Linked DNA regions of Mus musculus: regions 1, 2, 3, 4, 5 and 7 are each linked to region 6. The links are chromatin contacts, called in public promoter capture Hi-C maps. All regions are on one chromosome and are shown on one strand. The core of a region is the stretch at or near the end of the contact, and the rest is flanking DNA. Distances in the headings are between cores, read along the strand shown.

Evidence for each region. Promoter capture Hi-C pulls out the DNA fragments that hold promoters and counts their contacts. Capture Hi-C pulls out chosen DNA fragments and counts their contacts.
Region 1: a contact with region 6 is called in a promoter capture Hi-C map of liver, with 5 times the contacts expected there. The contact joins the promoter of Arpc5 here to the promoter of Rnf2 in region 6. A contact is called at or near these places in 8 of 39 promoter capture datasets (the 3T3-L1 cell line, the HPC-7 cell line, embryonic stem cells and 4 more), 5 of 484 Hi-C or Micro-C datasets (CD4 T cells, embryonic stem cells, liver and 1 more), 3 of 115 datasets of contacts at active chromatin or transcription factors (extraembryonic endoderm stem cells, memory CD8 T cells and pro-B cells) and 3 of 9 other capture datasets (adipose tissue, liver and pancreatic islet).
Region 2: a contact with region 6 is called in a promoter capture Hi-C map of pre-B cells, with 2.6 times the contacts expected there. The contact joins the promoter of Rgl1 here to the promoter of Rnf2 in region 6. A contact is called at or near these places in 2 of 39 promoter capture datasets (the C10 cell line and pre-B cells).
Region 3: a contact with region 6 is called in a promoter capture Hi-C map of pre-B cells, with 5 times the contacts expected there. The contact joins the promoter of Shcbp1l here to the promoter of Rnf2 in region 6. A contact is called at or near these places in 5 of 39 promoter capture datasets (the 3T3-L1 cell line, HPC-7-derived erythroid cells, hippocampal neurons and 2 more).
Region 4: a promoter capture Hi-C map of adipose tissue shows a contact between it and region 6, with 5 times the contacts expected there. The contact joins the promoter of Lamc1 here to the promoter of Rnf2 in region 6. A contact is called at or near these places in 6 of 39 promoter capture datasets (the 3T3-L1 cell line, the HPC-7 cell line, liver and 2 more), 1 of 484 Hi-C or Micro-C datasets (embryonic stem cells) and 1 of 9 other capture datasets (adipose tissue).
Region 5: a promoter capture Hi-C map of pre-B cells shows a contact between it and region 6, with 4 times the contacts expected there. The contact joins the promoter of Smg7 here to the promoter of Rnf2 in region 6. A contact is called at or near these places in 5 of 39 promoter capture datasets (hematopoietic stem and progenitor cells, liver, neutrophils and 2 more), 2 of 484 Hi-C or Micro-C datasets (CD4 T cells and CD8 T cells) and 1 of 9 other capture datasets (adipose tissue).
Region 7: a contact with region 6 is called in a promoter capture Hi-C map of adipose tissue, with 3 times the contacts expected there. The contact joins the promoter of Dhx9 here to the promoter of Rnf2 in region 6. A contact is called at or near these places in 2 of 39 promoter capture datasets (neutrophils and pre-B cells), 1 of 484 Hi-C or Micro-C datasets (CD4 T cells) and 2 of 9 other capture datasets (adipose tissue and liver).

The regions. Positions count from the first base shown.
Region 1 is chr1:152,765,095-152,767,815 of GRCm38.p6, forward strand. Arpc5 (actin related protein 2/3 complex, subunit 5) reads left to right here and starts at 1,448. Exons shown (of 4, transcript NM_026369.2): 1 at 1,448-1,773. The coding sequence starts at 1,631. It also overlaps a transcript of Rgl1 not described here.
Region 2 is chr1:152,623,667-152,626,557 of GRCm38.p6, forward strand. It overlaps Rgl1 (ral guanine nucleotide dissociation stimulator,-like 1), which reads right to left and starts at 1,551. Exons shown (of 18, transcript NM_016846.4): 1 at 1,318-1,551; 2 at 152-262. The coding sequence starts at 1,344.
Region 3 is chr1:153,423,889-153,426,640 of GRCm38.p6, forward strand. It overlaps Shcbp1l (Shc SH2-domain binding protein 1-like), which reads left to right and starts at 1,321. Exons shown (of 10, transcript NM_001033162.2): 1 at 1,321-1,698. The coding sequence starts at 1,336.
Region 4 is chr1:153,331,327-153,334,302 of GRCm38.p6, forward strand. It overlaps Lamc1 (laminin, gamma 1), which reads right to left and starts at 1,460. Exons shown (of 28, transcript NM_010683.2): 1 at 802-1,460. The coding sequence starts at 1,213.
Region 5 is chr1:152,901,294-152,903,993 of GRCm38.p6, forward strand. Smg7 (Smg-7 homolog, nonsense mediated mRNA decay factor (C. elegans)) reads right to left here and starts at 1,353. Exons shown (of 23, transcript NM_001160256.1): 1 at 1,216-1,353. The coding sequence starts at 1,244.
Region 6 is chr1:151,499,410-151,502,284 of GRCm38.p6, forward strand. It overlaps Rnf2 (ring finger protein 2), which reads right to left and starts at 1,582. Exons shown (of 7, transcript NM_011277.3): 1 at 1,310-1,582.
Region 7 is chr1:153,486,213-153,489,102 of GRCm38.p6, forward strand. It overlaps Dhx9 (DEAH (Asp-Glu-Ala-His) box polypeptide 9), which reads right to left and starts at 1,448. Exons shown (of 28, transcript NM_007842.2): 1 at 1,321-1,448.

The DNA.
Region 1 (2,721 bases), core at 198-2,697, 1.3 Mb after region 6:
AAATTAGATTCAGCCCTTCAGAATCTTGGGATCTCTTTCCCCAGCAAGAATAAAACCTATCATTAGGTAGTTTATGAAGCTCGTGCTACATAACCCATAACACATTGCACACATATGCAGAATTTTAGAGTCTTTTCGAAGCATTTCCACGTATTGAGCCCTGGGAACATCCTTGTGAAAAGCACATTAGCCCCATCTTAGTACTAAGAAATCCAAGGTTCCAATTTTTAAGCAACATGCCTCAATCATGCAGATTATGAGAGCAGAAAAGTCGAGACTCAGCCTGCTTTTTGATCCCAAGCCCAGTGCTCTTTTCCAGTACGGCAGAGCAAACGAGAAAACTCAACAGGATGACATCCAGCCTTCTGCTATACGTGAAACCAGGTGGTTCTGCATCGAAGCAGGGCAAAGCCAAATGTCTGAATTAATTTTATTCTGTAAATACTTGTACTACGGTATATTACACAGAGCACAGCTATTATTTGATTAATCTTTGTGCCTCTGCCTCCTCAACAGAAGCTCTGATCTCACAAACCGGAATATGGAATATAGCAAAAAGCTGATTTGACGTGCTTCCAGGAACCTTAAACAATAAATAACAACCTTGAAAGTCCAGTCTCTATTAATCCTTGCACTCGCTATTTTCCCTCAGCACTGAAGAGCCTAACTCGCCCACCCTCTTCTGGCATTCTTGCTCCAAATAACTACTTATTTTAAGATGTGATGACTGATTCTAGAAAATGCTACAAGTTTGCCCCAATTTCACTACCTGGCCCAAGCGTCTTTTCCCTCCCTCCAGATGGAGAGAATACCTAGTTCAGATTCTGCAGGTCCGGTCGCGATGCTGTCACACAGCACTGACAGGTAAGAAGTGACCTTTTCGATTCCGTCCTTGGGGACCTCCCACCGACAGCGTGCCAAGAGTCCAAGCCGGGGAAGGGGCTCTCAGCTCGGGAAGGCAGCCCCCGGCGGCGCACGGTCCGAATGGAGGGCTCCGATCACTAGTTCCGAGCTGGGCATCACTTTGCCTCATACTCCTGCAGACTGCAGGGGACTAGGTTCTGCAGCCAGTCCATCGCACCCCACGCGCGAGTCCGGTCACCCACACTTCACACCGGACCCCAACAACCAGCGGCTGGCACCGACAGCGGCGGCGGCAGCAGCACTCCAGGCCACGCTCCCGAGGTGCCCATAGCCTCCAGCCCAAGACCCCCCGCAAGGCAGGACCGCAGAAAAGCGTTTCTATGGGAACGTCCCGGGCATCACGTGATGCTCCCCGGCGACCAATCGCGTCTCCGCGCCGCCTCTGCCAGCTTTCTGTCGACCCGCCGCCCCCGCCTCCTTCTCCAGCCCCGCCCCTTTCCTGCAGCGGGCCCGCGCGTGCGCGGTGCGTCCCGCGCGCTCCCCTGCCGACGCGCGCTCCCGGGGGACGCGGGGGCGGAGCGGGGGCTGAAGGATGGCTGCAAGCAGAGGAGGAGGCCGAGCCCGCTAGCGCGCAGGCCCAGAAGCTTGCAAGCCGCGGCTGCCGGCGACGCCCCAGAGCGGAAGAGGGAAGTGAGTCGGACCGGGCTGGGCTCGCTAAAGGAGAGGCACCGCGGAGGGGCAGGCCAGCGTCGCGTCGCGATCCGGGATGTCGAAGAACACGGTGTCGTCGGCCCGCTTCCGGAAGGTGGACGTGGACGAATATGACGAGAACAAGTTCGTGGACGAGGAGGACGGCGGCGATGGCCAGGCCGGGCCCGACGAGGGCGAGGTGGACTCGTGCCTACGGCAATATCCTTACGCTCGCGGCGGCCGGGGGTTGTGGGGACGCGGGGCCACGCGACCGGCTGTGCCCGGCTCTAGGTGGGGACGGAGGACAGGAGCTCCCGGGGCCAGCAGGCCGCCTGTACCCCGCGGCCGCGCCGGCGAACTTACCGGCGGCGCCCCGATTCCTCAGGTGCGCGGTCCTAAGCGGCCGCGCCCTCCCCGGGGCACCGCTGGTGTCCTAGTGGGCACCTGAGCCAGTCTCTGCCCGGTGGGGACACGGGCGTCCCGCTTGGAGTCTTGCTTTCCTGTCCGGTGTGTGTGGTTGGCGGAGCGGGGATAGTTTATCCCTAGCCAGGAGAGATGGAGCGGTTCGCAAATCGAGGCCCTCGGTACATTCAGCCCCGGGGCTATTTCATCGGCAGCATTGTTTATTAAGAGAGAAGGGCTTTGGCAAGGTGGCATTATAATTCATGAACGAGCCGAAGGGAGTTTTCTTCTCCAAAATTCCCAGTTAAAGCTTGGAACCTTTCACCTGCTAAGAAAAGGCCACTAAAAAAGGGATAGCGAATGCATGCAGAGAATCCCTGGGAATAATATAAGATGAACCCCAGTGAATAAAGCAGAGAATGAGTCGGTTCTATAAATCAACATTGTTTTTCTGAAATTGTTTCCCTTCTAGTTAAAACATGGCTGTCAGTTCCTGGTTCCTTGGTTTGCATATCTGAATATTCATAACCTCGAAATTCATTTGCATCGATCCCTTAGAAAAATAGAATGTTACAAAAATCCAAACTGGAGCTTTAGAAAAATCGTATTCATTAAGTCTGTTCATACAGCTCTCCCCTCATCAATTTTCTACTAGATTATAATGAAGAAAGTGAGCAAAAACAGTGGTAACCACAGCATCAAACGTACATATATGTGCAGTATAGGTTTAACTTTCATTACCATAACTTTCACAGTTGTTACTAA
Region 2 (2,891 bases), core at 301-2,800, 1.1 Mb after region 6:
AGAGCAAACACTTGGCCATCAGCAGTTTCCTTTTTAAGACTAAGGGGGAGAAAAAGGGGATGGGGGGGGCTACCTTGGCTAAATAATAATGATATTCACAGAAGAGCAAAGACACTGTTCCAAAGTTCAAGATCTCGGAAGCGCTACTCACCCCTAGCCATCTCGCTCCTTTATTGGCCGCCTGTTGAATCTGGACTCTTTTGAGGGTGACATGGTAAACAGCTCCTTCCTCTACCTCTTCACCCCAGTCCTGAATCGAGCTCTGCCAGGGACAGGATAAAAAGAAAGAAAAAGAGGGTCGTAGTGTGTGTTGTTGTTTTCTTCCCCCTTGGCTAACCACAATCTATCCCAGCTGCTTCCCTGCTTACAAAGGCTCTCCAAGCCTTTGAGTAAATCCTCCAAACAGAGCAACACAGGACACCCTGCAATAGGCAAGGCTGAGATTTTCTTGGCTGGCAGCCTTTTCCTGCGGTATCAGGAGCCTCCGACTTCTCCCTTCTCTGGTCAGTTACTTTTCCTAACCTAGCCACGTATCTTAAATCATCTTTTCAAGTTTTTTTTTTTCCTTCTTAAGGAAACTGTGGTTTAGTCCTGATCAACTCTGTCCACTTAAGTGAAAGGAAAAAATAACTCATTTGCAAAAACAAGAGTTTATACTTCTCAAAGTACACAAACATTTGAGCAATGTCGATGTTAAACTCCCTCAAACAAGTGTTTTAATACCAAGAGCCCTCTTTGGGAAGTGAAGTTGTACCTCTTTTTCTCCTCTTACTATTTTGAAACCCAAAAAAAAGTTATGTGGGGTATGGAAAGTTTTTATTTCCAGAAAGAAAAAAGGAAAAGAAAAGAAAAGAAAAGAAAAGAAAAGAAAAGAAAAGAAAAGCCCCTCTGGCAAGTGCCGAGAAAGCAAAACATCTTCATGCAGCTTCCACTGAAATTTACACAGCGACCCCCTGGATAGCCATGTCGCCAGCTAAACCTCGGATCTGTGTTAAAGGGCTGCCGCTGGGAAGCAGAGCGCGGCGCCGCTCCCCCAGACTGAGTTCTGTCCTTTCCAAGTTCTGCTCTCCTGACACGCATCTGCCTGTCCCAGACACCCCGCAGGCGATGCCTGAGAACACAGGCATCGTTTCTAGGGAGAAGAGGCACAGAGAGGGGAAGGACACAAAGCAGAATGAGAAAGCTCCTCTTAGAGAGTGGGGTCCGGGTGGCTCTGATCAGTTAGACAGTGCTCCAACAACCCGGCCCGAGAAAGCGGGAGATGGGACGAGTCCCCCAGCAGAGAAGCGTCAGGGGAAGGCGGGGAGCTGGCGTTACCATTTTAGCTTGCCAAAGTAATTTCATTCTCAGTTTTCTTTCCGGCACACGGACGCTGCATGGTGCGCCCTGCTCCGAGGCGGTCGGGGCGTCTCTCTGGCCCGGCTCCGGGTCCCCGCGCTTCCCACGCGCCTTGCTGCCCGACTGCCGCCGCCGCCGCCGCGCGCGACCGGGCCACAAAGGAGCGCCGGCCAGCGAGCAGGCAGCCCGGGAGCCCGCGGCAGCAGACTCCTCCCCGCCGCTCCGTGATGTCAGGCTTTCCTGTTTGTGCTTGTGAGCGCACTCTCCCTTTCGGAAGCCCCGCGGATCAAGGGAGCAAGCAATCGTTTCTCCAGCTCAGAGTGGTGGGGAAACGATGCTTTCAAGTAGACCGCTTCATCGGGGTTTCCTGGTGGCCACCAGGTGACAAAATAGAACCATGTGTGCCATGGGACATGTGCGCAGCCTCCGTCTGCTTTACTGAAGGAAACTGTTAGGGATTAGGGATTCTTGTGTGATCTGCTTGCTATTTGGAATTTACAGCAATTAAATCAGAGTCCCCTCGATTTGGGGGGAAGATTTTCATTAGGATAAAGTCAAAAGCTATCTGGGTATCTAAAAACCGTGCCCAGCGGCTCTACCCTGCCCCGCACCTGCAACTGCCTGGACTTGTTCCTACTGCCCACTCTTGTTTGTGGCTTTCTTGCTTTTTTTTTCTTTTTTTTAAACAAAAGGTGGTCCTGGCTAGCCTTGAACACTTAGAACTTTTCTGGCAATCCTCCTGCCTCTGTCTCTTGAGTGCTGAGATTACAGGCATGCATCAACTCCACCACCCAGTCTGATAAGGCTTACTGGCTACTGCTGGTGAGAGCAGAGAGTTTTGCAGGATCTGACAGTTTGTGACAGAGGCCATAAGTGGTCCTAGGGGTTTCTGGAGCCTCTGTGAGTAGCCATGGGGGGTGTGCACTGTGGGGACACAGAGGGATAATCACTGTAGGGAAAGCCTTTCAAAGGACAATGCTGAAAAGAATTTTATCTTAACACAATAGTCTGTGGGGGACAATACATTACACTTTAAAAGATCTAGTTTCAATAAATCAACAGCAAGAGATAGCCCATAGTCAGGTAGCCAAACTGTACCTGTCAGAACTCCACACCAATTACAAAAATGTCATGTTTTACACATGTCAAACTGAAAAGGACCTCCTCCAGATTGCTGTGCTGAGCTTTGGTTAGTACTGAATATACCATGAGCTGAAAAGTTAGGCAATCAGTGCACTGATGTCTCCAGAAGGGCATCAGAAATGACAGAGGCTACACCAAGCAAGCAAAGGATCTCTGCACACTGAAGGATGTCTTCAAGTCAGTCAAACGCTCCTCATAAAGACCCATGCTTCAGGAGTTCAAGACTGTAGAGAGAATGATCTTTTACAACCAAAGTGGATGTTTCTATAATTTAAATATTAAACACACATACACACACACACACACACACACACACACACACACACACACACACATTCCTTCTGCTGTGCTCAGTACTCAGAACAGAGTGTCCCAGGAGCCAGAGGGAAAACATGTGGCGGCCCTACCTC
Region 3 (2,752 bases), core at 71-2,570, 1.9 Mb after region 6:
AACAAGAGTAAGCAGAGGGTGGCAGTGGGTGCCTATCACCATAGTGCCTGGGAGGCAGATGAAGGGCCCTGCAAGCTTGAGGCTCAGTCTACACAACACACCAGGCAAGCATGGACTGCACACACACACACACACACACACACACACGCGAGGTAATGAATTAAAAGAAGAGAAAACCAGCCCTGTAATAGATTTTATTCGAATGGGTGGTCTTGGGTGGTTATAATGGCACCATTTTAAAGAAGGTCACAGACTCCAGACAAATACAGTGAAGTGTGAATACAGAATAATTGAAGTCCTAATTGTTTTCTGCACTACAGTAACACGATACAAACGGGAATGTCTCCTTCAAAATAAACTCACAACTTCACACAGTGTCCTTCCAAGTGAGCGAGAGGGAAGGCAGGTGTTTTCCCAAGTCACCTCAGCTCGGGGGCTGTGCGCCCAGCACAGAGTCCAGATAGAGTAAACAGACGGTATTCCAACGGGCTCAATACACAAGCAGTCTCACATACCGGGAACTGGAGTCCTGATGCTCATCAAAGGCCGTGAGCAACATTTAGGAAAATGCGCTTACTCACCGTCGCCACCGCTGAAATACGTGTTGATAAGGGTTGCAGTACTGTAAACACCCATCAGGGAGAATTCTGAGCAGCTCCACAGACTAATTTGACCCATTGACTTAATCACATCTTCACACACACACACACACACACACACACACACACACACACACACACACACACACACACACACACACAGAGCAATTTGTTTATGATATGAAGGGACGCCTAAACTGAGATCCGCGTGGAAAGGTGATCCCGGGTGCCTACATCTATCCGCAGTTTTCTCTGGTAATAACCAGCTGGTCCCAGTCACAAATGCTTCCTAGAATAAAAGTATGTTTCCTTTGGCTGGGGGGAGGGGGTCTGATTCAATCGGTAGAGTGCTTGTCTAGCAGGTAATGAACCGCCCCATTGAGTGGGGCGGGCCTGTGAACCCAGCACTTGAGAGGGAGAGGCAGGAGAATCAGAAATTCAAGGTCATCCTTGGCTACCTAGGGACTTCGTAGCTTGCCTGGCCCTGAAATGTTTCAGGACTTAAGGGTGGATGGGTGGGGACCAACGAGCTCCTAGGTTCTGCCATTAGGCGATTCCAAGGATCAATGGGCGGGGTCAGAGGCAGGACCCCGCCCCTATCCCCGCCTCTGCGCAGCGTGCTCCCACCGCCCCCGCACCTGCCTTCATTTCCCGCCCACGCATGTGCTCGCCCGCGGAGCGCGCACAGGCTGCGTGGTCCCACGAGGGGAAGGCGGCCAACGGCTGCGGCGCGAACATGGAGTCGGATGCCACGACCTCAGAGCCCAAGGCCTCGGTCGGGAGTGACAGCTCGCCAGCGGAGCAGACTGTCTTAGCCACCCTCCGGGACTCGGTGGCCGCGCCCACCAGGGGCTTCATGTCCCCCGTGCGCTCGGTAGTGGCCTCCCCGCGCCCCGTGAAGGGCAAGGCGGCACGGCGACGGCTCCAGCTCCCACCGGTCACCCAAGCCGAAACATGTGACGAGGAGCCCGTGCCCGCGGTGCCTGAGGACCAGGAGGAAGCGCAGCCCCTGCCACCGATCTACGCATCCCCCATGAGGGGCATGTGGCGCAGCGAGAAGGTGGCTCTGTACTGCGACCAGGTGCTACAGGGCTCGAAGGTGCGAAGCTGCAGAGGGGCCAGCTCCGGGAGGTTTGGGTCTTTCCCACAGCAGGGAAAGCAAATCTGTCCCTTCAAAACAGTCTTTTGGGGGAAAAAATCAGTCTTTTGGAGTCAAGGGGTACAGAATGCCACCTTGGCCACCTTAGTCGTTGCCCAGACCCTCAGCTCCTGCCCTAGAGGACTTGACTAACCCGTTATACAAAATTGTCAGCTAAAATGACACCTCCTAAAAGATGAGGCCGTGAAGCGCTCGTCACAGTCTGGGCATACATCTTACTGTCCACTCAAATACACAGAGCTCGGTGTCCACACACCCTAGTGTCCACACGTCTCGTTGTTAACACACCCTAGTTTTTAATACATCTTCATATTAGGCCCAAACATAAAGCTAATATTACGTTGGAATTGTGAAAATGGCAGCTAGAGAGACAGCTCCTTGGTTAAGAACATTTGCTGTTCTAGTAGAGGGGTCAATTTTCCTGTCCCAGAACCCACAAGGTGACTCCCATCCATCCGACACTCCTGTTTCAAGGGATCCCAGATCCTCTCCTGAGCCTTCCCAGGCATCAGGTGCAAGGGTGGTGTGAATACACGGATGCACATAAAAACAGGCGTAAGATGTCCCCAGAATGGTTCCCAGTCAGCAAGTCACGATGTAGACAGGTGTTTTGCATGGAAAGAGCCTGATAACACCAAACAGGGTGGCACACGCCTTTAATCCCAGCACTCGAGAGGCAGAGGCAGGCAGATCTCTGAGTTCAAGGCCAGCCTGGTCTACAGAGAGTTCCAGGACAGCCAAGGCTACACAGAGAAACCCTGTCTCAAAAAAAACAAAAAACAAACAACAACAACAACAAAAAAACCCCACCAAACAGAACAAATAGCATACATTTTAATACTGCATTTTATTTAAAGTATAGCAAAAGAATTTGTGTACAAGTATATTCGTTGCAGCGATGGGTATAAAAATTGGCTGAGCATGGTGACTCATGCCTTGTTTGTCTTTTGTAGACCAGGTTGGGCCAGAACTCACAATAATCCACCTGCCCATC
Region 4 (2,976 bases), core at 210-2,709, 1.8 Mb after region 6:
CATCCACGGCTCTGCCATGAAGTCTCCTACTTCAGCCCTCTCCTGGATTCTAAAGCATGCTTGTCTCCACACTTGCTTCGGATCAAAGCAAAAGGGAAGACTATCCAGGAGAGCCTTGGAGCTTTTTACACCGGAACAAAACTGCCCTCAATTACAGAGAGTGTCTTCATTACCTTTCTGTTTTCTCCCAACTAGGATTAGCAGTGAAACAGCTCCTAATTAAGGCTGAACAGCTCTGAAGAACAGTAACTTTAAAAGTGAACTTCCACTTTAATTACACATAGAAATACCGGCGGCAAAGGCATTTGCTCCCCTCAAATTCCCCTATCAAAACTAAGAGCAATCATTCTCAACCCTGGAGACAGACAAACATTTTAAAGACAAGTGTTTGAAAGTGGACCTTCAAGACTCTAATGTAAGCATGCTATGTGATAGTCCTGTCCTGCCAGGATGAGTGTTTCATTAGCGCCTCAGGGTGCAAAAGGGGGTGGGGGGGTGTTGGTCCAAAATCCTAACTGCTGAAATAGAAAAGAATCAACGGAACGAGAATCCGGTTGGACTAGAAAGAGTAAGAAAAAAAGAGAGAGATGCTAGCGTGGGACATGGTGGCCCTCACCGGATGTTCAAAGCGAGATGAATTTTAGAAGTTGGAGAAAGGAATTTCTGTGTGTGGCCCACGCTGGAGAACAGACCGTCAGCACGCGGCTGGACAGGCCCCTCAGGCCGGACCAGCGGCTCCATGGATGCGGCCCCGGAGCTGGACCGTGAGCGAGTAGTGGGGACGGGGCTGTCATCGCTTACCCAGGTGCAGCGTGAGGTTGATGGAGTTGGGGTACTGCACCCCGGCCAGCATAGTCTGGCTTTGCCACCAGGTGGTGTCGGCCTGGTTGTTGTAGTCGGTCAGGAAGGCTGCCCCGTGTTGCAGGTGCTGCTGGCCGGCGTCGCACAGGTGACAGGACTTAGTGACTCCGGTCACCCCAGTCTGCACGCAGTACTCCTCGGGCGGAGTCCCACACGTGTTGGTAGCCACCACGGTCACATTGAAGGCGGCATTAACAAACTCCGGCATGCAGCGCTGCGGCCGCCCGCCCTCATCCGCGCACTCGTCCATGGCCGCCCGGACACAGCCCGCCACAGCCGCCAGCACAGCCAACAGCGGCCACAGCCGCCCCCGGGGCTGCAGGGCCAGCGCGGCCCGCCCGCCGCCCGTCATCCCGCTGCGCGCGGGCCCTCGGCAAAGGCTGGGGTGCCGCGCTGCACTCGCCTAGCGGCGTATCCCGAGGCCGATCCTCCGCTGCGGGCCGAGGCCGGGCTGTGGACCGGGCTGGAGGCCGAGAGCCGGACGCAGAGCCGATGGGTGGGCGTCCGAGCCAAGATCGCGCTGCCTCCGCTACCTCCCGGTGCGCAGCCTGCACTGTGCGCCGACCCCCGACTTCCGAGCGCGCACTCGAGAGCGCGCCCCAGGAGGAAGGAGAAGGGGGTGGGGTCTGCCCGGCGGGGTGGGATCTGGCGGTGGAGAAAACCCAAGGCCGGCCTCCTCGGCAGCTCACGCGGGCCAGGAGCTGCTCCCCGCCCTACGCGTCCTCCCCAGCGACTCCCGGCGGCGGCGGGGGCGGCCTGGAGGGCGGTGGGCCAGAGAAGCGAGATGGGAGGGGCGGGAGCCAGAGGACCGGGCGCGAGGTGGGCGGGGCGGTGGAGTAGGAGGGTGGGGTGCGAGGAGGGCGGGACCGGCAGCAAAAGGGAGGGGGGCGCGAGATGGAAGAGGCAAGGGGTCAAGTGGGAGGACTTCTGGATGGGCGTGACTAGAGGTGGGCTGGGCGAGGGGGTAAGAGGGAGGGGCCCAAGGTGGGCGGAGAGGGAGCGTGAGTGAGGGAAGGAGGGCGGGGCGTGGGGTGTGGGGTGCTGGGCAGTGCATGCTGGGAGGGTAGGGGCTTCGGTGGGTTGGGAACCCTCATCCAGGTCTTGTACCTTAGAGGATCTTGCCCTGGAGGGTATGAGGCTAAGAGGAGGTTCTTAAAGGGAGACGCAGGTGGGTGAGGTGGCCCGGAATCTGTGTTTTTGACTTCATGAGGACTTGGACCCTGGCCCAACCAGATGTCAGTCCTTACGGTATAGCTCAGCCACTACCTGACTCTGGAGCCTGAACACAGCGCAACGGTGCGGTGGCCTGCGTGACCTCGCCCTCCCCAGCCGTCCCGGGCATTGCCTCCTGTATCCCGGGGCAAGCCCTGCCCACGCTGAGGGGAGAGATCCCGAGGTGTCCAAGGGACTGGATCCCTGTGGAACACAGGGCTCGATCTCAGCTTCAGAGTCAATTTTGTGATTTCCTTGCTCTAAATTAAAATGTGACTGTCATTTAACCGGGCAAGGAAGGAAGTGAGAAGGCTGGGAATGGAATGACATTTTCCCCTGGATACGCAGACCTGCTTTGAAATTCTTCCACTCTGTTGTTTGTGTGTCCTAGCTTGCCTTTAAAAGACTCGAAATTATCTGGATTCTGACATCCTCCTCTTCGGACCTGCTGAGTCACAGAATATTGTCAGTGCCAGAATGACTCAGTTCCCAGAGCCCGAGCCAAAAGATCATGCGTTTTAGTCTCAGATCAGAACTACCTGCAGTGCTGATAGGACCAGCAGACAGGGGAAGGGAGGGTGCTGTAAAAATGAACCAGCTGAGAGCCGGGCTTGGCAGCACACTGTGCTAATCCCAACCCAAGATGCAAAGCAGACCAGCAAAGTGTAAGCTCCGGATCAGTAGTCTTTTTAAGATAATGATACTGATAGCTACAAGATGGCCCAGTGGGTAAAAGCACCTGCCACCAAGCTTGGTGACCTGAGTTCAATCTCCAGGAACCACATTCTGATTTCCACACCTGCACCATGAGACTTGTGGGCGCGCGCGCGTGTGCGTGTGTGTGTGTGTGTGTGTGTGTGTGTGTGTGTGTGTGTGTGTGTGTGTGTGTGTGATGATATGACA
Region 5 (2,700 bases), core at 103-2,602, 1.4 Mb after region 6:
TCTTACTCAGTTATCTACCCATTCAATTCTCTTCTCCTCAAGGTTTCAACTCACTTTTTAAAAGTATCTTCCCAAATAAGACCTGCTATTTAAAAGAAAAACACTGTTCCTGAAAGACAAAAAGGCCAGTTTGTAAGTTCCCAGTCTTAGCAACTCCTCCATTAGCCTCAGGCACTAGCAACCTTATTTCCCATTGTGAAGGCTGTATTTTCCCCTCTAGTTTCCTCCAAGCTCTCACTCAAAATCCGTCAAACTATTCTGACTGCACACCAGCTGCTGTCTTTCCATTCAAAATGTTCTCGACGTCGGTGTTAATGCATGTGAGTCTTCTTTAAGTGTGCATCAATCCCTGCTTCCCCTCCCTTACCCCAGACACTCACACACACACACACACACACACACACACACATACACATACACACGCACGCACCCCCAGTACCCATGGGTCACTCTATCTCCTTCATACAAGTTCCTTACATCGCACCTAATGAATGCACACGACTCTCAGAATGGTATCTTCCAACTACAGTTTCTTTCGAGAACATCACCTTGTTCGTAGCACCTCCCTCTTCCCTCGTCTCCCCATCCTTTTTCCCCCTTTCCGGGCTCTCCGACCCCTCTAACTCTGGACAGAAGGCATTATTTCTCCTCCTTCCAGCCCGCGACTAAAGAACAAGCTCGCGTTTCCTGCGGGCTCCCCTTCCTCTCATTTGCCCTCCAGAATGCGCCCTCCCAACCCCCAGGTGTGCCGACTTCCATCCTCCTCTCTCCTGCATCGCCCCGGCCAGCACACCACGTTTCCCGGGCCGTGGGCTCCAGACCCCTTCACACCCACCTCGACTCTGGGTCGCTGCCGGCTCTCCTCTCCCCTACCCCGGCCCCGCAGCCTGCGACCAGAGGCGCGCGCGCGCGCGCGCACACGCACACACACACACTCACACACACGTTCTCGTCTCCCGCTTCCCCAACCTCCCTCCGCTCCTCGCCCGGCTTCCCCCGGAGCGCGGCTCGCCCGGCTTCCCGGGGGCCAGGCAGCCATGTGTGTGCCCGCCCCCTCCCGCAGCCGCCCGCTCGGCCCCGCGCTCGGCCTCCCCGCCCTGGGGACAGAAGGACGCCGCGACTCCCCCACCGCTTCCGAGTCCGCCGGTCCTCGGCCCCCCGAGAGCCTCCCCTTCCCCCGTCGCCACCACGCCTCGGCCAAGCTCCGGCGCTCACCGGAGATACTGCGCGCTCTGCAGGCTCATCCTCCGCCGCCGCGTCTCGCCGCGAAGCCTCCGTGGGTCTCTCAGGCTCCTCGGAGCGGCCCCGCGGCCCCGCGGGTGCTGGCGGTCGCCGCCATCTTCCTCTCCTCCGACTCCTCCTCGCTTGGCGCGGGGTGGGGGGGGGGGAGAGTGAGTGAGGCGAGGGGGAGGGAGTTGGGGGGAGCGGCTCCGGCAGCGGCTGCGGCTCTGGCCTGTGGGGCGCAGGGACGCTCCGGCTCCGGAGGGGGGGGGGAAAAAGAAGGGGAAAGGGGCGGGGAAAGAGGAGGGGAGAAGCAGAGGAAGGAAGTCGGGTTCGCTCTCGCGAGACTTCAGCAGCGCCGGTCCCTCTGGGTGCTTTCCGCCGCTCTGTAGCGCTCCCTCTTGGGATCGGCGAGCGGTGCGGTGCCCGCGCGCCGGCCGAACGATCCGGTGCTGGTGCCCGGCGGCCTCCTAAGGCTCCGTCCTGTTCCTCCCGGGCGCGGGGGCGGCCCCCGGCTCACCGCGGACATCGAGCCCAGAGCAGCCCGGAGTCACACTCAAAGCCTTCCGCCCGGCCACCCGCCCACTTCTCACTTCCTTCCTTCTTTCTTTTTTTTTTTTTTCCCACTCCTCCACTTTCCCCGCCGGAAACGCCACCCCTTCCTCCTACAGTTCCGCCCGCCAATTCCTCGACTCCGGTCGTCCCCTCGCGCGCCGGAGAGTGACGCAGAGGCCTCCCCCGTTTCAGCCGCCCCTCCCCGGGCACTCTGGGAGAAGGTTGGGGGGGGGGGGGGGAATAGGGCGGAGCCCAGGGAGAAATAGAAAGGAAAACCAATCCGATTGGGCAGGCCGCTGCCATGGAAACTGGAGGCTGTGGTTGTATTGTCATAGTAACTGCCGTGTGTAGACAGGGTGACCCTCCCGTAGAGAAACGGGTTCCCTGGAAACTGCCCAGGATTCCCCACTTGGATTCCCTGCCTTTTTAAAAGCCAGAAGTCGAAATGGTTATCCGAGTAGGAAAGTCCATTTCTTCCTCCCTTACTCTCCCAGCAAAAATTGGGGGAGACCCCGAAGCATTCATTTTAGGCATTGCCAGTCCCCCAAGGGTGGAAACCACCTCCATCGTTGCCTATCTGAGCCGGGTAGGGAGAGGGCCGGGCCCGAGAAGAAAAGGCAGGTTATGAAGGCCGGCGGCGAGTGGGTGGGAACGAGAAAGCGAGGGCGATGCTGCGAAGTCAGAGGAAAGGGAAGGGGCTTCCCCACCACTGTTTGAGGCTGGGCAGCGGGATCCCGCCAGAAGCGGGTCCCTAAGGGAAGAGACGGGCACATGACAACCGAGATGCGGCTCCGGCGATCGCGAATGTTCGACTTTTTGTAGCCGGTCGACCCTTGCCTAATTCCTACTCGATATCACCGGCGAGACCTCCCGTAGGCGACTTAGTGAGAGCTCGAACCCAGCCTAGGAGGCTAACACGCAGTT
Region 6 (2,875 bases), core at 332-2,831:
AGGGAAGCTGAGACAGGAGGATTGCCTTAAACTCAGTATCGAGTATGAGGCCAGCTTGCCTGGACAATACTGAATGGGTCGCTGGCAAAAGTAAATAAATAAAAATAAAATAAATCTCAAAATACTGAATGGGTCGCTTGCAAAAGTAAATAAATAAAAATAAAATAAATCTCAAAACCCGACATTTGCTTTATTAAAATATTCAACAATTACAAATAATTAGATACCAATTCCACTAAGTACTCCAGTTGATTATCTCGAAACTATCAAAAAATAATTGAATGCAAATGACTTATGGTACTTTTAATTAAAATATGGCTTAAATTACTTGACACTATGCCTTCCTTTTTTTTTATTTCAAAAGAAATAACCGCATACCAAATACTTAAAAGCCTAGCTAAGCTTTTTCACACACCGTGTAGAAAGTCTGACATTTCCACAACAAGTCACAAGGCATACAAACTTCCGACAGCTTCTTTAAAAAGACACCCAACGGGGCTTCGGGGACATGAATCGGTAATCTGTTCCGGTGGGCAAAAGCAAAGAAAGGAACCTCAAAGTTTCCAAGACCGACCTTTTTTTTTTTTTTTTTTTTTAAACCAACAACAATATCTCTGCGAGTATGAAGGCGACTTCTGAAGCGAGGAAACGATTCTAACAAGGGCCGGGACTCGGGAGCCGACAGGCAGAGGGAGTGGACCAAGGATTTCGGCAAACACAGCCCGGGGTCAAAACGCGAAGCAGCTCGAACCCACGGAGTCGCCCCCTCCCCCAACACCGCCTCCAGGGTGAGCCCGTGGCTCGCGGAGGCGGCAACAGATACTCCGGGGCAGGCGGCGGCTCTCCAGGAATGTGGGGCCGAGAGGGGATCCCGAGCCCACCCCGGTGCCAGGTCCCAAAGGAGAGCTGTCGGCCCGGAGCGCCCCTCCCCGCCCCCACGGCGCCGACCTCCGGGCCCCGCGAGCAAGCCCAGGGCTAAGTTCTCCCAGCGCTCCGGTGCCGCCCTCGAGGCCCCGGCCGCCGTAAGCCCAGGGCCGCGCGGGTGCGCTTCCCCGAAGGGCTCCGGACGCTTCGCCAGCCCGGTGCTCACGGGCCGCGAACAATGAGCCCTCCCGGGCGGGCCGCGAGCGGCGGAGCGAACGGCCGGGGGCGGCGGCGCCATCGCCTCACGGCCCCTCGCGGCCGCGGACACACACACACACACACACCCCCAGCCCCGCCGCCGCTCGGGCCGCGGCCCGTTCCGGGTGCCCCTGCCCCAGCCCGCCGCCCTCGCAGACGTCGCCATCCCCCTCCCTGCCTAGCTCACCGGCTCCTGCCCCAGCCCGGGGGTGCGCTGGCAGTGGCCGGAGCGAGACTCGAGAATCAACCGCCGGCGCCGCCGCACAATATGGCGAGTCTCGGCTTCCGCAATGGAGCTCGGGAAATACAACAGGGGCCGCTCAATATTCATGAGAGACTGGGGAGGGGGGAGCCGGCTCGGCCGGAGCTGCGGGGAGGGCGGGAAGGAGCGAGCGAGCGAGCGAGCGAGCGAGGAGGCGGAGGCGCGGGACGCGGACGCGCACCGCGCGGGGAGGCCCCTGGCGTAGGGGAAGGGGCGTGCCTAGTGCAGGCCCGGACCGCCGGGCCACGCCCACACCCTGGCCCTGGCTCCGCCCCCGCCCGTGGCTACAGCTCGCCAGACGCCCCCAGCGCCGGCGCAGCCCCCAGCCAACGCCTGCTGACTTGGGCGTCTTCTTTCTGTCTGTTTCCCCCGTCCTGGAGCCTTTCTGGGCCTGTCTGAGCCCACAGGTTGCGCCTTCCCTCCCGCTGCTGAGGTTTCGATTTGGGCTTCCAGCCCCTGACTTCGTCCTCGTCCTCGTAGTCATCCCAGCCCAAGTAAATCCTCAGGGTTTCTGCTGCAGAACTTTCCGGACTTTGGATCTCTAAGGCATACAAAGCCAGCAAGATCTAAGGAAAGTGACCTTCAACTCTGGAAATAGGCGCTTGTTAGTACGTCCCTAATGATCTCCTTGCTACTCTTTATATCGACCTCCTTGACGCTTTCAGTGTTCTGAATTTGAAAATATAAGTAGCCATAGATAGTTGTCATTACCACCACCACTACCCAAAAAAATAGCCTGCAAGTTGTCACTCGGTAATTCCTGCATTTAACTTTTAAGTAACACGTAGGAAAAAAAGTTCCCTAACTTCAAAATGTTTCATTGGTCATGGTCTCTTGAAAGGATAATCAAGAATAGCAGATGATAAATGGGAAGGCACTTAATTTGCACTGCACTGAAATTGGGCGAGGTGGCTTATAGCTTCCAGTAACGTTATTATGGAATTCCTTTTCTGTGGCTTAAAATTTTCTTACTTATTGTATTATTCGGGGTTTTCTATAGAAACAACTAATAGAATGCATATATATTAAATATATTCAGCATATAGAGAGGGGGGATATTAAGTATATGCAATATAGAGAGAGGTGGGGTGGGTATTAGAGTGGCTTACAGGCTGTGGTCTAAGCCAACAGTACTGTCTCCAAACTACAAGGTGAAGAACCTAGTAGTTTTAAGCCCTTGGTGCTGGCTGTGTCAGCGGGTCGTTGGCCTATGTTGGAATCCAAAGAAGTGTTTTTTAATATCAGTAAAGTAATGTCTCAGCATCAGATCTTGCTGGCGAAAGCTTTCTACTCACCCCTTCCTTTTTTGTATGCTACCACAGAAGGTGTGGCAAAGAGTTCAGATGGGACTTCAAGGCTTGAATGATCCAATCAAGAAAACATTCACGAGTGTGCTCAGTTGTTTGGTGTTTTGTTAATCCCAGATGTGACCAACCAGGATTGGTGCTCACACTTACTGTCCACTCTAGCAATTTAAAAAGCCCAAGGTTA
Region 7 (2,890 bases), core at 198-2,697, 2.0 Mb after region 6:
CACAACCATCTGTAATGAGATGATGCCCTCTTCTGGTGTTTCCAAAGACAGCTACAGTGTAGTTATTTACATAAAATAGCAAGCTGGGCGTGGTAGCATACACCTTTAATCCCAGCACTTGGTAGGCAGTGGCAGGCGGATTTGAGTTCGAGGCCAGCCTGGTCTACAGAGTGAGTTCCAGGATAGCTGGAGCTATACAGAGGAAACCCTATCTCGAAAAACCAAAAAAACAAACAAAAACCCCACAACTTCTTTTACAGACCTAGAACTTATCCTCTTGTCGAGAGCCTAGATGGATGCCAAATTTTCCATCATGTCACATCTGCCCTGCTGTTTTGGCTCCAGAAATGCCTCCACTATTACTCGTTTGTTTTTCTACAGCTCCTCTCTCACTTGCCACCACTACCTGATACGTATACACGTATACTCGTATACACACACATATCGGAATAAATCAAATTTTGTTTTATGAGACAAGATTTCTATGTGTAGTAGCCCCGGACTCAAGAGATCGAACAATACCTTCCACCACCAAACCCCAGTGCTGGAATGAAAGGCTAGAGTCATGGCTCCCAATTTTGTGTTTTCATTCTTGCCACCCGGAAACAAATTCTTTCATCTCTTTTCGCACCCTCAGGTCACGTGGCCGGCCCTCCCTTCCTCCAGGAAGGTCTGGCCTTAGGCGTAACTGATCTCTCATTGCCCTTTGGAGCGGATACACTGTGCACCTCAAAGCCAGACTCAGGCTCGTGCACCCCTCAGACTGAGGCGCCCTCCCTTTCGACCGTTATCTACAGCGGGGCTATCCCGTTGCGCGGTGTAATTCCGCCATCACTTACTAAATCATGCATTCATTTTCCTACCACCTGCTCCTCATCCCGCCCCACCCAGCCATGCCCCGTCACCAGTGCGGAGCGGGAGGACCTGCAGCGAAGCCCCGGACCCCAAAGCGGGCACCCCCACGGGGCCCGGGTGTCCCGGATTAGAACCGCGGACGACCCCCCACCACCACGCGCCGGGTGGCGTCGAGCCGCTACCCCTACACGCAACTGATTACAGACACCCGCCGCCCGTCAGGCCGAGTGAGGAAGAGGCCTCCGAGAGCGGCCAGTCTGTGCAAGGAACCCCAGGGCCTAGGGCCACGGGAGCTCCGCTGCGCGAGGCGCCCACGGCCCGTAAATCCGGGTACCCGCCGCGCTGCCCCTCCCCCACACGCTCGCCCGCCCGCGCCTCACAACAAAGCCACGGCTGAGCCGCGGAGGCCGGCGTCGGCCCGCAGCAATGAGCCCGCGTCCGGGGCCGCAACGCCCCCTTTCTTACCCTCCTCCGCTTTTCCGTGCCCGAGAGCACAGCCTTCTTAGGCGAGTTCGCAGCGCCAACCTTCCACGAGAACGGCGAAAGAACACACCTCACCCGCATGGAAGCAGCGGCGAAATGGCTCCGACTGCAGGACCCAGGGGGCGGAGTCGGCGACTCGCGCCTGCGCGGTAGGCCAACTCCGGAGCCAGCACGCCCCGAGGGGGCGGGGCTTGAACCACTTCCGGGCGCCAAACCTGAGGTCGCGCGAGATCTGCTGGCCTAGGCCCATAATTTCCTGTCAGTCGCTAACCAGCTTGGTTTCTGGAAGTTATGTCTCCTTGCCTTTGTCTTTGTAGAGCAAGCTAGCCCACCACTTAACGCAGTCCACTTGCCTCCACCTCTGAAGGCAAAATTTAGAGACATGCCACCATGGATCTCCTTTTTGATAGTTTATCTTACGTAAGGGCAGTGTTACAGGATTAATCCTTTCAGAGTTTATCAGAATAGCCACTTTAAAATATGCCAAAGCAATGTATTTATGGGTGCTGTATGTTAAAATACAAGGACTGAAGTATTTCTGCTTCATCAAAATGCTGCAGGCAGCCGGGCAGTAGTGGCGCATGCCTTTAATCCCAGCACTTGGGAGGCAGAGGCAGGCAGATTTCTGAGTTCGAGGCCAGCCTGGTCTACAAAGTGAGTTCCAGGACAGCCAAGCCTACACAGAGAAACCCTGTCTCGAAAAACCAAAAGAAAAAGAAAAAAGAAAAGAAATAAAATGCTGCAGGCAGTGTGTAGCATGGTGGCACTTGCCTCCAGTCACAGCACCCAGGAAACAGAGACTGACAGACCTCCGTAAGTTCAAAACAGTCTGGTCTATGTTTAAGGAAGGCCAGGGCAACATAATGAGATCCTGTCTAAACAGCAAAGGAACAAAAACCTTAGAAGTTAAAAGCACTTGTTGCTCTTGTGGAAGGCTTGGATTCAGTTCTCAATCACACAGTGGCTCACACACAACCATAACCTCCATTCCAGGGGACCCAGCAGGTACAACCATGGTGCACTGACCTACAGGCCATAAGACATAAAGTAAAATGAATCTAAGACAAGAAAGAGAGCCCTGGCTTATTGGTTTATTGCCAGGGGTGGTGGTATATGCCATTAATCCCATTGTAGTAAAACCCATTACCCCACCAAAAAGAAAACCCTAGCTCAAGACACAACTTCTCCACTTACCTTTTGGCTGGGGAGAGGGACGAGGGACTCTTTTTTTTTTTTTTTTTTTTTTTCCAAGACAGGGTTTCTTTGTGTAGCCCTGGCTATCCTGGATTTGTAAACCAGGCTGTCCTGGGACTCACAGAGATCTGTCTGCCTCTGCCCCACCCCTCACCCCTCAGGCTGGGATTAAAGGCATGCTCCCAATTATCTCAAAATCCTGTGTTTTGTTTAGCTTCAAGTGAGAAGACTCTTGAGTTTAATACTTGTTTTGAGGGGTGTTGTATTTTTGAAGTACTGAAGAGTAACTCAAGGTTACCCTACTACTAAGCTACACTCAAGCCCAGCATCCCCAACCTAGTTGTCTGTTTGTTGTTGT